Linked DNA regions of Mus musculus: region 2 is linked to region 1. Evidence: chromatin contacts called from public HiChIP or PLAC-seq data. All regions are on one chromosome and are shown on one strand. Each heading gives the region's core, a stretch centred on a gene start, on an enhancer-like site or on the middle of the called end of the contact. The rest is flanking DNA. Distances are from core to core; before and after follow the strand shown. Region 1 overlaps Tex2 (testis expressed gene 2). Region 2 overlaps Pecam1 (platelet/endothelial cell adhesion molecule 1).

Evidence for each region. HiChIP or PLAC-seq counts read pairs in DNA pulled down with a chosen protein or histone mark.
Region 2: a contact with region 1 is called in an HNF4G HiChIP or PLAC-seq map of pancreatic cancer cells. The contact joins two enhancer-like sites. A contact is called at or near these places in 3 of 115 datasets of contacts at active chromatin or transcription factors (embryonic stem cells, extraembryonic endoderm stem cells and pancreatic cancer cells) and 3 of 9 other capture datasets (adipose tissue, liver and pancreatic islet).

What each region holds. Positions count from the first base shown.
Region 1 is chr11:106,587,014-106,593,293 of GRCm38.p6, reverse strand. The region is part of intron 1 of Tex2 (testis expressed gene 2); the gene reads left to right. Among named protein-coding and RNA genes, the nearest start is that of Tex2, 23 kb to the left of the region's middle. Within about 2 kb of position 4,318, at least 93 of the 459 cell types and tissues checked have an H3K27ac peak or open chromatin away from gene starts, as enhancers often do. A contact at or near this core is called in adipose tissue, liver, pancreatic cancer cells and 1 more, where this site is marked.
Region 2 is chr11:106,655,489-106,661,186 of GRCm38.p6, reverse strand. The region is part of intron 15 of Pecam1 (platelet/endothelial cell adhesion molecule 1); the gene reads left to right. Among named protein-coding and RNA genes, the nearest start is that of Tex2, 45 kb to the right of the region's middle. Within about 2 kb of position 1,351, at least 242 of the 459 cell types and tissues checked have an H3K27ac peak or open chromatin away from gene starts, as enhancers often do. A contact at or near this core is called in adipose tissue, liver, pancreatic cancer cells and 1 more, where this site is marked.

The DNA.
Region 1 (6,280 bases), core at 3,069-5,568:
CTGGTGTGCTGAGGGTCCTGAGGACACCGAGGCAAAGGTTACCTTTCCACGCAGAGCTGCTGAGTGGCGAGAAAGCCGGCCTGGGAGGGGAGCGTCCGTGGAGATGGGCTTTGCATCTTGAGTGATGTGCTCAGTATTGAAGACTTAACATTAATTCAACCTTTCACATGAAGCTGGATAAAATAATGTATCTCAGAGGCAGGGAAGAAGCTCTTCATAAAACCTACCGAAGCCTGCAGAAGGCAGCGCCATCTGTTTATGAGTGCAAAGCAAACCCAAGACAAGAAACCCCAGTGAAGACCCGCATGCCTGTTGTCTTAGCTTCAGGGGCTAAAGCTAAAAGGTCCCTATGTTGGGCACCCCAAAACATGAGAGCCCTGTACCCACAAAAAGATGGTATATGAGCTGCTGGCCTGGCTTCTTAGTGGGTTTCTGAGAAAAGTTTTGGATTCCAAACAAACTTGGCAGGAATTTACCCACTGGAGGCAGCTCTGAGAACACTGGGTTTCCCGAGATAACCCAGTTTAAGATTCTCATGCTATGCTAGTCTCGATGACAAAATACTCAGGGGAGAAAGTTCAAGGAGAAAACCGGTTAATTTTGCTCACAGTTTCGGAGTTTAATTCCAAGGCTGGTCAGCTCCTTGCTTTGGGCCCAAGGCAGAGCTGCAGCAGCAGAACCAAGAGGCTGCTCACTTGATGCAGGCAGAGGATGGGGGTGATGGGGGATGGCGGGGTTGGCGAGGTGCTGGGTGTGTGATGTGGGATGGGGGGCAGCGTTAGGGTGTGGTTTCGGGGGAGAGTGTGTGTGCTTGTGTCCAGGCCAAAGCATTCCCGCAGTGATGCATTTCCTCTGGGTAGTCTCTACTGCTTTTGCCATTTTTTTTCTTTAAAAGATTTATCTATTTATTATATGTAAGTACACTCTAGCTGTCTTCAGACACTCCAGAAGAGGGCATCAGATTTTATTACGGATGGTTGTGGGCCACCCTGTGGTTGCTGGGATTTGAACTCGGGACCTTCGGAAGAGCAGTCGCTGCTCTTAACCACTGAGCCATCTCACCAGCCCGCTTTTGCCTTTTTATTTGTTTTGTTTTTATTTAAAACTTATTTTTTATGTGTATGGGTGTTTTGTCTGCATGTATGTCTGTGCATCACACTTGTGTCCGGTGCCTACACAGGCCTTGGAAGATGTCAGATCCCACCTAGAACTGGAGTTGCAGCCACTTACGGGCCACCATATAGGTGCTGGGAATGAAACTTAGGTCCTCTGGAAGAATAGCCAGTGTGTTTAGCCACTGAACCATCCATCCCATCAGCCTTTTTAAGCAACCAGGTCTCAATTTGTATCCTCGGCTGACTTAGAACTCACTATGTAGCCCAGGCTAGCCACAAAAAGAAAAATCACTGTTCTTCTGTCATAGCCTCCCCACTACTTGGATTATAGATATAGATATTCATCTTCATTCCTGGCATGATGAACTATGAATCCTTCAAGGGATTAATTACTTTGTTGACATTAGAGCCCTCGTGACCTAGGTGCCTCTCCAGGCCACACCGCTTTGGGGGACTGATTCATAGTCAAGCCAGAGCAGGTACACTTTAAAGAGTATGGACAGGGCTGGTGAGATAGCTCAGTGGGTAAGAACACCCGACTGCTCTTCCGAAGGTCAGGAGTTCTCGGGCATACTAATAGACAGATGTGTTTAGAGCTGGAATCGACAGGTTGGTGGGCGTCAGTTTTCCTGTAATCCCCACAGCACCCTGTCGTTACTGTCCCTGTTTGCTCTCTGCCCCACACCAGCTCTCCTTCACAGACCAGGACACCATGCCCTCAGTTGTCTGGCCGGCATTGCATATGTAGGCTGGTGAGGGCAGATGGAGGGTTGATGCGGGGTTGCAGGTGGAGCGCACTCTCCACCGTCCGGCACCCCTCTGAGCAGCCTGAAGCCATGTGGCCCTAGTCTACCGTCTTGTACTCCAGCATCACTTCTTTCACTCTTGCCAAGTCTGAGCTAGGAAAGGGTGGGCAAGTGCCATTAGTTATCTCAGGCACCTAGAAAATGAATGGTAGGCTTGGAAACGTGTGTGCATGTACACACGTATGTCTGTCCATCTGTCCGTCCATCCATATCAAAGATGACGGATGGACTAGCTGAGTATGACGCCACTCAAGAGGAGGGCAGGAGGATTGCCACCAGTTTAAAGCCTGCCTAGGCTACAATAGTGAGTATGAGGTTTACCAGGGTCGTCTCAAACAAAAGAACACTACAACACAAGCATGGAGGGAGGACCTCTACTGCTGTGGCAAATGGGGTTTAAACGCTGTCTTCCATGTGCTGACGAGTTACTGTTTGTCCTTCATTGTCATGATCTCGTCACATACACACACATCCTATCACACCATCCCCACCCTCCCCTCCCCCACCACTCCATCCCTACCCTCTCACTCCCCTCGCACCCCCACTCTGTTTCTGGGCAGCTCAGAAGTGTGGTGTCTGTAAGGACTATACAGTGTTTCCTGTGAGCACACAGAGAATCCTTAGCAGACAGTTTGAGCTGTCAGCCTTCTCTGGCCTGGCAAGGACTTCACCTTGCAGTACTGTCTCTTGATGAGAGACTTTGTGAGTCTGGCTTAAAGATAAACTCAGCTTGGAAAATTGCTTTGTAAATTAAGGGAGTCAGTTTACGCCTGTTTCATCGGTTTGAGTTGGAAACATGCCGTAGGCGTTTGATAGAAAACAAACACTTGATTTCCTTTTCCAACTTGAGTTTATATTTTGATCTAAATTCTCTTAGTAATTATAAGTAAAACTTAAAGCTTTGGGGTAATGATCAGATGTTGAACAATCTCTTCAGAGGCTGGAGATGGCTTAGAAGTTAAGAGCAGAAGCTGCTCTTACAAAGTGCCGGAATTCAGTTCCCAGCACTCAAGCTGTGTGGCGCACACTGGTCTGTAACTGCCACTGCAGGGAACCTGATACCTCCTGGCCTCGGGATACTGCGCTCACGCATACATACATAATTTAAAATAAAACAAAAATCTTTAAAGAAATTATAGCAGAAAGGATTGAATTAATTAAAAAAATGTTCTTTAAAAATTATGATTATCTGTGTGGAGTGGTTCACATCTATAATCTTAGACCCTGGGAAAGCTGGAGCAAGGCATTGCCTTGAGTTTGCGGCCAGCCTGGGCTATAGGAGTTGAGACCCTATCTCCAAGGGAGGAGGAAGCCGCAAAAACCCGCCAAAGTTATCTTGAGGCTAAGACAATAACTAGTCAGTGCAAGCAAATAAGAAAGACTGTTCCCAGTAAGCAGGCCAGCAGGCGATGCCCCTGGCAGGGCCCGGTGTACACCTGGTCTTTAGCACCGCAGAGAGGGAGGGGTGCCCAGGCCTGTTAGGATTCTGTATCCACTCTGTGTGTGAGTACCGGCTGTGAAGCCTTAGGCCATTTCTCTGTCTGCCTTGGTTTCCTTGCTTAGGAGACAGGAGGCTTCGTTTCTATCTCATTGAGCCCTGGAGAGGGTTGTGTGTCCCAGAGTGTTGGGGATATAAATCGTCAGTGAAAGTTCTCTCATGCTGCTCATTTCAGAGAACAGTTATTTTTCTTCCTCCATTTCTAAGTTTCATGTTTGCTGGTGAGATTCAATTAGGAGGGTGCCAGAATTTTAAAGAATTTTATTATCAATAGCAGACAGAATTAACTTTATCTGGAGAGATATTTTGTGAAGTCAGACGCTAGCAGACATCTTCAGAATGCCCTCTCTTTCCCTCCCCTCCACCTCCCTTCCTGCATCTCCCCCACAACCATTTGCTCTCAAACACAGACACATGATGCTTGCACGTTGTCATTCGGACTTGTGAGAAACCGGGCACAGTTCAGCATGAGGTCTGGGCTCCTCTGTTAGTTTTGGGCTCCAGGCACCATTTTTCTGGCAATTATTCGTTCCTGAATCAGAACCTTGGGCATCCTGTGATAGCCACAAGGCCAGGTCACCAATAGTCTCAGTCTCTCGGATGTCTCAAACTGACCCTGCTGCATTCTTCTTAAACCTCACTGGGTCCCCTCTTACTATGGCTCCATCCTTCCAGCTTTTGATCCCAGGACCCAGGCTCCATCCATAAGAATAGCTTCTTTCACATCCAGCCCACCAGAGTGGCAACCCGTGTCTCCTGACTCAGATCTGTTTTGTCCATGTGGCTACACTAGCCCGGGCTGTCAGCACTTCTCACTGAAGTTTGTGAGGGCTGACTGAGCTCCCGAGCCTCTCAGTTCCACATGTGCATGCAGATTGTGTGCAATCTCAGGCGTCCCTCATTCCCTTCCAGTGACCAGGTCATCAGTGTGCTGTGTCATAGCACTTGGCCCCAGGGATGTCTTTGGATTCCCCATGGCTGTGGTCCAGCCTCAGGTCATTTCCTTTTCTCCCGTTGTGCCACCACGATCGGTGAGTCGTTCCTCTCTTCTAGGGTGTCAGCCCAGGACCCCATGGCTTAGGAAATCCTTCTGTGATTAATCTGCAAACCGATTTGACTCCCCGCTGGCTGTGTCCCCGCTGGCTGTGATTATCAGATCCTTGCCTCCTCCTAGCCCCCCTGAGGCCAGGCTGGGTGCTTTGTGAACTCTGAGGAGGTGTACAGATGGGTGTTTACCGTCTTGCCTCTGCTCTTGGGGCTGGAAAGATGTGATTGCCATTAGAGTGTTTCCCTAAACAGACTTGTAGCAGTGAGTAACTTGTGAAGTGAAGAAAGATAAACATGCTCAGTTAATTTCAAATACTTGTCTTATTGAATGATTCGGGAGAAATAAGTATTTGGTTTTAACTAGGTGTTACTTTTGAAATCAATTCCTGTTTGGTAGTGCCTTGAGCCATATAGACTGATCCATGGGATTGTTTGCATAGGGGTAAATCTTACACTCCCTTGGACGGTGTAAAAGGAAAGACTGAGTCATGAACAGAGCCACCAGGCAACATGGAGGCTCATAGAGGGCATGGCTAAACTGTCACCCACTTCCCTGAGGGCGGAAATATCTGTGAGCAGGGTGTGCTATTGTGGACGTTGCATGGTTGGTACATGCAACAGAACGCTTACTTACAGAAAAGCTGAGGCAGGAGGATTTTCATTTGAGGTCAGCTTAGGCTACCTGGTAAGACTGTCTCAAGCAAACATATACACAAATGTCTGCTTCTACGTATAGGTGCATCGATGAGCAGAGAGGGCAGGACAGATGGCTGGTGTCAAGGGAGAATGAGTGTCTTTTTGCTACTATCTGTGATTTCCTAAATGATAAGAAAACCTGCATGATGTCATGCCTATATCCTCAGCAGGTTGCTGTTTACCACAGACAGGTTCTTTAGAGCCGTGATAATAGACAGAGGTGTTGTAGCCTGCTCAGGGAATCAGTGCAGCTTTTGCCTGATCGATTCTGTATTCCCTTCCTCTTTTCCTCCCTTCTTCTCTCCCTTCCTTCCCTCTCTTTCCTCTTTGCTCCCCTCCGCCCCCTTTTTTATTTTTCTCCTTTGAGATTTATTTATATTTATGTGTATGAATGTTTGTTTGAATGCATGTATGTACACAATACTGCATGTTTGATGTCCGCAGAAGTCTGAAGAGGGCATTAGCTCTCCTGGAGCCGGGGTAACAGATGGTTGTGAGCGTCCGTGTAGGTAGATAGGGTAAAGTCTCTGTTTTCCCAGTAGTGGGCTTGGCTGTTAAGTGGCTGGCTCTCCTAAAACGCGGGGTGCCATGAAAGCCTCTCCACTCCTGATTGCCTCGTGGAGGGAAGCAGCAGAGAGAGGCAGCGCACACGGTGCTGTAGAGTGGGCCTGCAGCGGGAGTCCTGCTCTGCCTTGTTACCTGGTAAGTTGCCAGGACTACTTTGTCTTGATCTAAATTTCTTTTATCTAATATGTAGAAACAGTGAACCAAACTCAGGTCCTTTGCAAGAGCAACAAGTGCTCTTAACCCCTAAGCCAGCTCTGCAGGCTCCTCAGGGTTTTTAGACTTAAGATCTCTTGGGACAGATGTCCCTCTTTCCTTGGAACAGGTAGATAGGGTGGCAGAAGGGTTAAGTGTGACAGTGCTGGCCAGAGTGCTCAGACAAGACCTTGTAATAAGTTGTTGGGGAGTAGAGCTCTCTGGCGCATCTTTACACATCACAACTGTGACTTGGACACACAAGAGAGCCCTTGTCCCACCCTTCAGTGTCCTCTTGGTTTGTGTTTTGAGTGAGGGTCTTGCTGCAGTACCCCAGGCTAGGTTTGAATTTAATTTGC
Region 2 (5,698 bases), core at 102-2,601, 71 kb before region 1:
GGAAAGGAAAGGAAAAGAAAAAGATGAATGGTTCTTAAGGAATGACGTCTGAGATTGCCATCTGGCCTCTATATGCACGTAGACACACTCACAAAGGAACATTTGTACACAGGCATGTGCACGCACGCACGCACGCGCGCGCGCACACACACACACACTCACACACACAAAAGGATGTACAATAAACTCAGGAGGGAGGGAGGGAGGGAGGGAAGGGGTTTAAGTTCAACCCATTCATAACCCACTGCCTTCCGGTTCCCAGCCTGTCTGTGGGCACCCAGCAGCACAGGGGTTAACAGGGCAGCTATTATCTTCAAAAATAAGGAACTGGCCTCTGAACTGGTCTTTTGGGTCTGGGAGAAACTTCCAGCAAGACTTCTCTGTAGCCTTCAGTGGGGCCCTGGCTTCCTTTGTTTTGCTGGGTCTGAATTCTTGCTAAACAGAGCTCATTATGCTCTGGACAGACAGGAAGGCGCTGACATTCTCTGTGGGGATGAAGGCTGTCTGTTTAAGGCGAAGAGGAATGAGGTGAACAGCTTCCCTAGCTGCACCCACCCAGGCTGCTGAGAGCACTGTTGTGTGGAAGGGGCAAGGGAGCCTGTTTCATAGACGAAGAAATGGGGGGCCTGCCTTGCTAAAGCATCCAGAATCCCTGAGAAGCAGAAACAGAGGTCACGTCTCCAAAAGCCCTGGCCTGGGCTTTGTCCTCACTGTTAAGAAGTGACACAAGCCAGGCTTGGTGGTGCTTAGCTGCAGTAAGTGATCTCTGTGAGTTCAAGGCCAGTCTGGTCTACAATCCTTTAGCCCTGAGTTCCAGGACAGTCAGGGCTCTGTTACACAGAGAAACCTTGTCTCAAAAGGAAAAAAAAAAAAAGTGACTGTCTCCCAAGAGGTGAGAATAATGACAAGCTTGCTCCACAGGCAGAGTAGGACCCTGATTAAGAAAAAAAAAAAAAAAAGTTCACTGGCTGTTCCCATGGCCGTGTGTATCTGTGGCCACCCAAGGCAGGGCTGCGGGCCAGCCGTCGGAACTTTGCCGAACCAACCTAGTTACTTTGTCTTCCACCCAAAGGGGCTCTCTGGACAAAGGCTCTGAACTCCAGGCCAGTGGCAGAATGGCTTTCCCTCAGCCCCCAAAGTCTACTCTGGTCGCAGGGTGCTCCCAGTACTTGGGCTAGCCCTACCTCCAAAATAATAAAACCATCTGGCAGGAACTCAGGGCTTCCCAGTCGTTGAGAAGTGAATTTTGAATCTTGAAGCAAATAACTTTTGTTTATGAAAGAAGCATGCAGCGCTTCCCTAATAACCAGCCAGCGTGGGTCAGAAGAAAATGAACACTGAATTGCTCGGCAGGGAAATGGGAGGGGCTTCCTTCCTGAAATCAAACCTGGCAATCATTCCTCGCTTGTTTAATGGCCTGAGGAAATATCTGGACAATGAGACAGCCACTTAGCCAGCTACGAGCTTGGTATTGTTTGACTTGCTCCAATGGCACAGGCTGACTTCACTTTTTCCTCTTGCCATTTTTTGCCTTGTTTATAAACCGGGTTTGTGGCCCACGCAGACAGATAACGTGGAAGAGAACACCCTGTGCTTAAAAGAAAGAGCTCGAATCTGGACCTATGCGAAGGTCTCCAGATGGTGGGCAGAACCCCTGACTCTTACCGGTTGGGAACAAGACAGTGTCAGTGATGGGGTCCCTTCCCCACTCCCCAGGACCAGCAGGGAGATGAGTTGTCACAGGACCTGCTCAGGAGTGGGGCTGAGGCTGCTGCTGAAGAACGGGGTCCCACTTCTACAATCTTCTTGTGGGTGACTTCCTCAAACCTAAGCACCACTGCCTGTAAAGTAGAAATGGTGATGGTAGTGGTGATGCGGATAATGATGGCGATGGTGGTGATAGTGATGATAATGATAGTGAAAATGACGAAGTAACATCTGCCCACTGGGATTTTCTTAAGGGTTAAATGAGACTCTGCAGACTCAAGCCATCACAAAAAAGCCACTGTCTCCTTTAATGATCTTTTCCTCAAGCACTCTGGTAACAGTGGATACGGTTAAGAGATTTACTTTATTGGCTCTGAAATGCAACACACACACACACACACACACACACACACACACACACACACACACACACACGAAACTCAAAGCCTAGGATTCATCAAAGCCAAAGCTTGACATAGGCCTGGGAGAACCATATACAGAATTATCCTAACTAGCTGCTTAGTCTGTATGTAAGGTTCCGTCTTCTCATCAGTTACCATTTTTATAAAAAGGGTGTCTGTGTGTGTGTGTGTGTGTGTGTGTGTGTGTGTGTGTGTGTGTGAGAGATGCAGTCAGGATAATGTCTGAGAGTCCATCTCCCTCTCCTGTGGGCTTCAAGGTTAGAACTCAGGCACATCTTCAGGCTTGTGCACTCTTGCCTGCGGAGTCATCTCTCCCAGCCCCATTTCCACGATCTGCAAACTGGGTGACTTCTCACCTGCATTTCTGCAGGGATTAAGAGAACACTCAGCTCGTTCCTGATAGACTGGAAGTGCTCACCCTGAGAACTCTTTAGAAGTAGGAGTCAGGGACCCGGGCAAGGAGGTGGAGTCAGAAAGGTCTTTGGGGTTACTGGGGGACGGAGGGGGGAGGGGGTATGGGGAGATGGGGGGGGAGCACAAGCTGAGCAGAAGCAGGGCAGATCCAGAGCTGACAGCTGGCTTCTGACTAAAGCATAACAAGTCCGCTCCTCACTGAGAGTGTGTTAACTTTCACGTTTAAGTCCCCAGACCCTGCTGATGGACTAGCCCTTCCTGTCTGTGAGCTTGGTCCCATTATCCAGTGCCGTTTTCCCTAAGAGAGGGAGAACAGAGGCATCTGGGGAGAGACTTGGTCTGGGGCCTGCAGAAAGGCTAGACACGAGGATCCCAGCTCCTTGCCCTGGAAGAGCGGAGGAAACGGCAGGCAGCAGCTGCCAGTGCTGGCAAACCTCCAGCGCTCTGGGCTCACACGGCTTGCTTGGCCCGTTTGTGCAGTTCCATCCTGGCAAGGGAGGAGCCAGAGTCTTGGTCTCCTAGTTGGGCCTCTCAGGTCTGCATCCTGTGCTAAAAGCCCCAGGCCCAGCCAAACAAAATGGAGAGTCCAGGAAGCCAGCCAGCCTGGCCACAGGTTCCCTACGACGCCAGGCAACCTTTACATCTTCTTTTGCCCCCACCTCTGTTAAGTTCCACTTACAGCAAGGTGTCCTCGGTCCGCAGAGGGTTCTGAACCGTGGGCCTGTGTTTCCTGTTCTTCAGGGCTCTCCTTTTGCAAGGCTCTCAGCTCCCGAATCTCCCAGCCTGCCCAGCTCCTCTGCTTGCAAATTTCTTTCCCCTTTACAAAATCTTAGAAGTCAGTTCAGGTCACTTCTGAGTACTTCAGGAGTGTCCTGGTCAGAATGTGATGCCCCCATGCCTCCAAATTACTTCATCGAAATGTTGATCTGGGATTGATAAAGGGCAGGGAGGTGGCTCAGTGGGTAATCACCTGTGTGGCAATTGTGAGGCCGTGAATTCAACCCCACAATCCACATAAAAGCCAGGCATTGGTAACCCCAGCATTGAGATGGGACGTGGGGAGCCCCTTGAAACTCTTGGGCCAACTAGCAACAGGGAACAATATGAGACGTCGTCTCAGCTGAGCAGTGGTGGCGCAGGCATTTATCCTAGCGCTTGGGAGGCAGAGGCAGGTGGATTTCTGGGTTTGAGGCCAGCCTGGTCTACAGAGTGAGTTCCAGGACAGCCAGGGCTACACAGAGAAACCCTGTCTTGACAAACGAGGGAGAGAGAGAGAGAGAGAAAGAGAGAGAGAGAGAGAGAGAGAGAGAGAGAGAGACCTTATCTCATCCAGAATGGGAGGTGAAAGTACTTGAGGCTCTCCTGATTTCCACATGAACCCCATAGCACAGAACTGAATATGCACACATTGTACACACACACACACACACACACACAAGCAAAATCATTGGTGGACTATGAAATCCTTGGGACAGAGTCTGTCCTCTTCGGGATAGAGATCTGTACTAGGTCAGATAAAGGTCCAGAAACCAGGAAGTGGGTGGTGGGTGACTCAGACTACCATTTGGGGCTATTTTGGTGCTCTTTTGAGACAGGTCACATATGAAGACAGCCCAGGTTCTTCTGAGGATTACTTTGAACTCCTTTTTTTTTTTTTAAAGACTTACTTATTTATTATATGTAAGTACACTGTAGCTGTCCTCAGATACTCCAGAAGAAGGCATCAGATTTCGTTATGGACGGTTGTGAGCCACCATGTGGTTGCTGGGATTTGAACTCAGGACCTTCGGAAGAGCAGTCGGCGCTCTTAACCACTGAGCCATCTCGCCAGCCCTACTTTGAACTCTTGATGGCCCCAAGTGCTGTGTTCTGAACATTTATCTCCACGCCTGGCTTTTTTTTTTTAACTTTTTTTTTATTATTACAGTAGAACATACACAACCTAAAATTAACCACTACATTATTGTAAAGTAGTATCGTTCAAGAGCTGGGGTATGGCTCAGAGATGGAGCAATGCCTCCCCAGCACTTAAAAACAGAGAATTCAGTTGCACGAGTCACATTCATAATGTAACTGTCACTACAATGCACTCTCGATTTTTTTTTCCTTAAATTCTTGTTACATGTTCGTTTGCACACGCATTCAACAGTCAGAGACAGCTTCTGGGAGCTGGTTCTTTTCCTTCAACCTCTGGATCTTGGGACTGAACTCAATTTATCAGGCTTGGCAGTCAGCGAGCCTTTCTACTGAGCCATTTAACCAGCCCTCCAGAACTTTTTTTTTTAAAGATTTATTTATTTATTATATGTAAGTACACTGTAGCTGTCTTCAGACACTCCAGAAGAGGGCGTCAGATCTCATTACGGATGGTTGTGAGCCACCATGTGGTTGCTGGGATTTGAACTCGGGACCTTTGGAAGAGCAGTCAGTGCTCTTAATCACTGAGCCATCTCACCAGCCCTGAACGTTTTTTTTATAAAGGATTTGTATGCCCACACGATTGTGTGTGGAGGACCATGAGGCAAAGAGGGTGCTAGCTGTTGCTTATGACTACCTTTGAAACAGGTTCTCTCGCTGAGCCTGGGGTACATATATTCTCCACTAGACTGGAAACCAGAAAGCCCTAACACTCTGTGCTCCCCTCAGAGCTGGAATTCCAGGCCATGTAGACCAGGCTGGCCATAAACGCACAAAGATCTCCCTCTGCCAGCTGGATGCTGGGACTAAAGGTGTGCACCACCACACCCAGCCACATTTTTTAAGTTAACCAAGTTTTTAAGCTGACCTAAGGACCTAAGATGGCCTGGTGACTCACGTCTACCATCCCAGCACTGAGAAAGCTAAGACCAAAGGACCACTGAGCTGGCCCAGGCTACAGAGTGAGTTTCTGGTTCAAAACACAAAACCAAGGCAGACTAGAGAAGGTGTCTGCTAGCCACAGGTCCAGAGGGAGTTAGGTGTAAGCTCTCTCCTACCTGAGGGTTCCTTCCATTTGATCCCTGTGCAGCACCCATGGGACACCACACTGGGTGCACGTGGGTATCGATGCAGTGGCCTGATACTACAGCAAGAAGGTAGAGGTAGTGACGACAGCCTCTACAGAGCAATCATGGAGAGAAAAGAAGATAGGGGGGGGGGGGAGCAGAAGCTGCCCT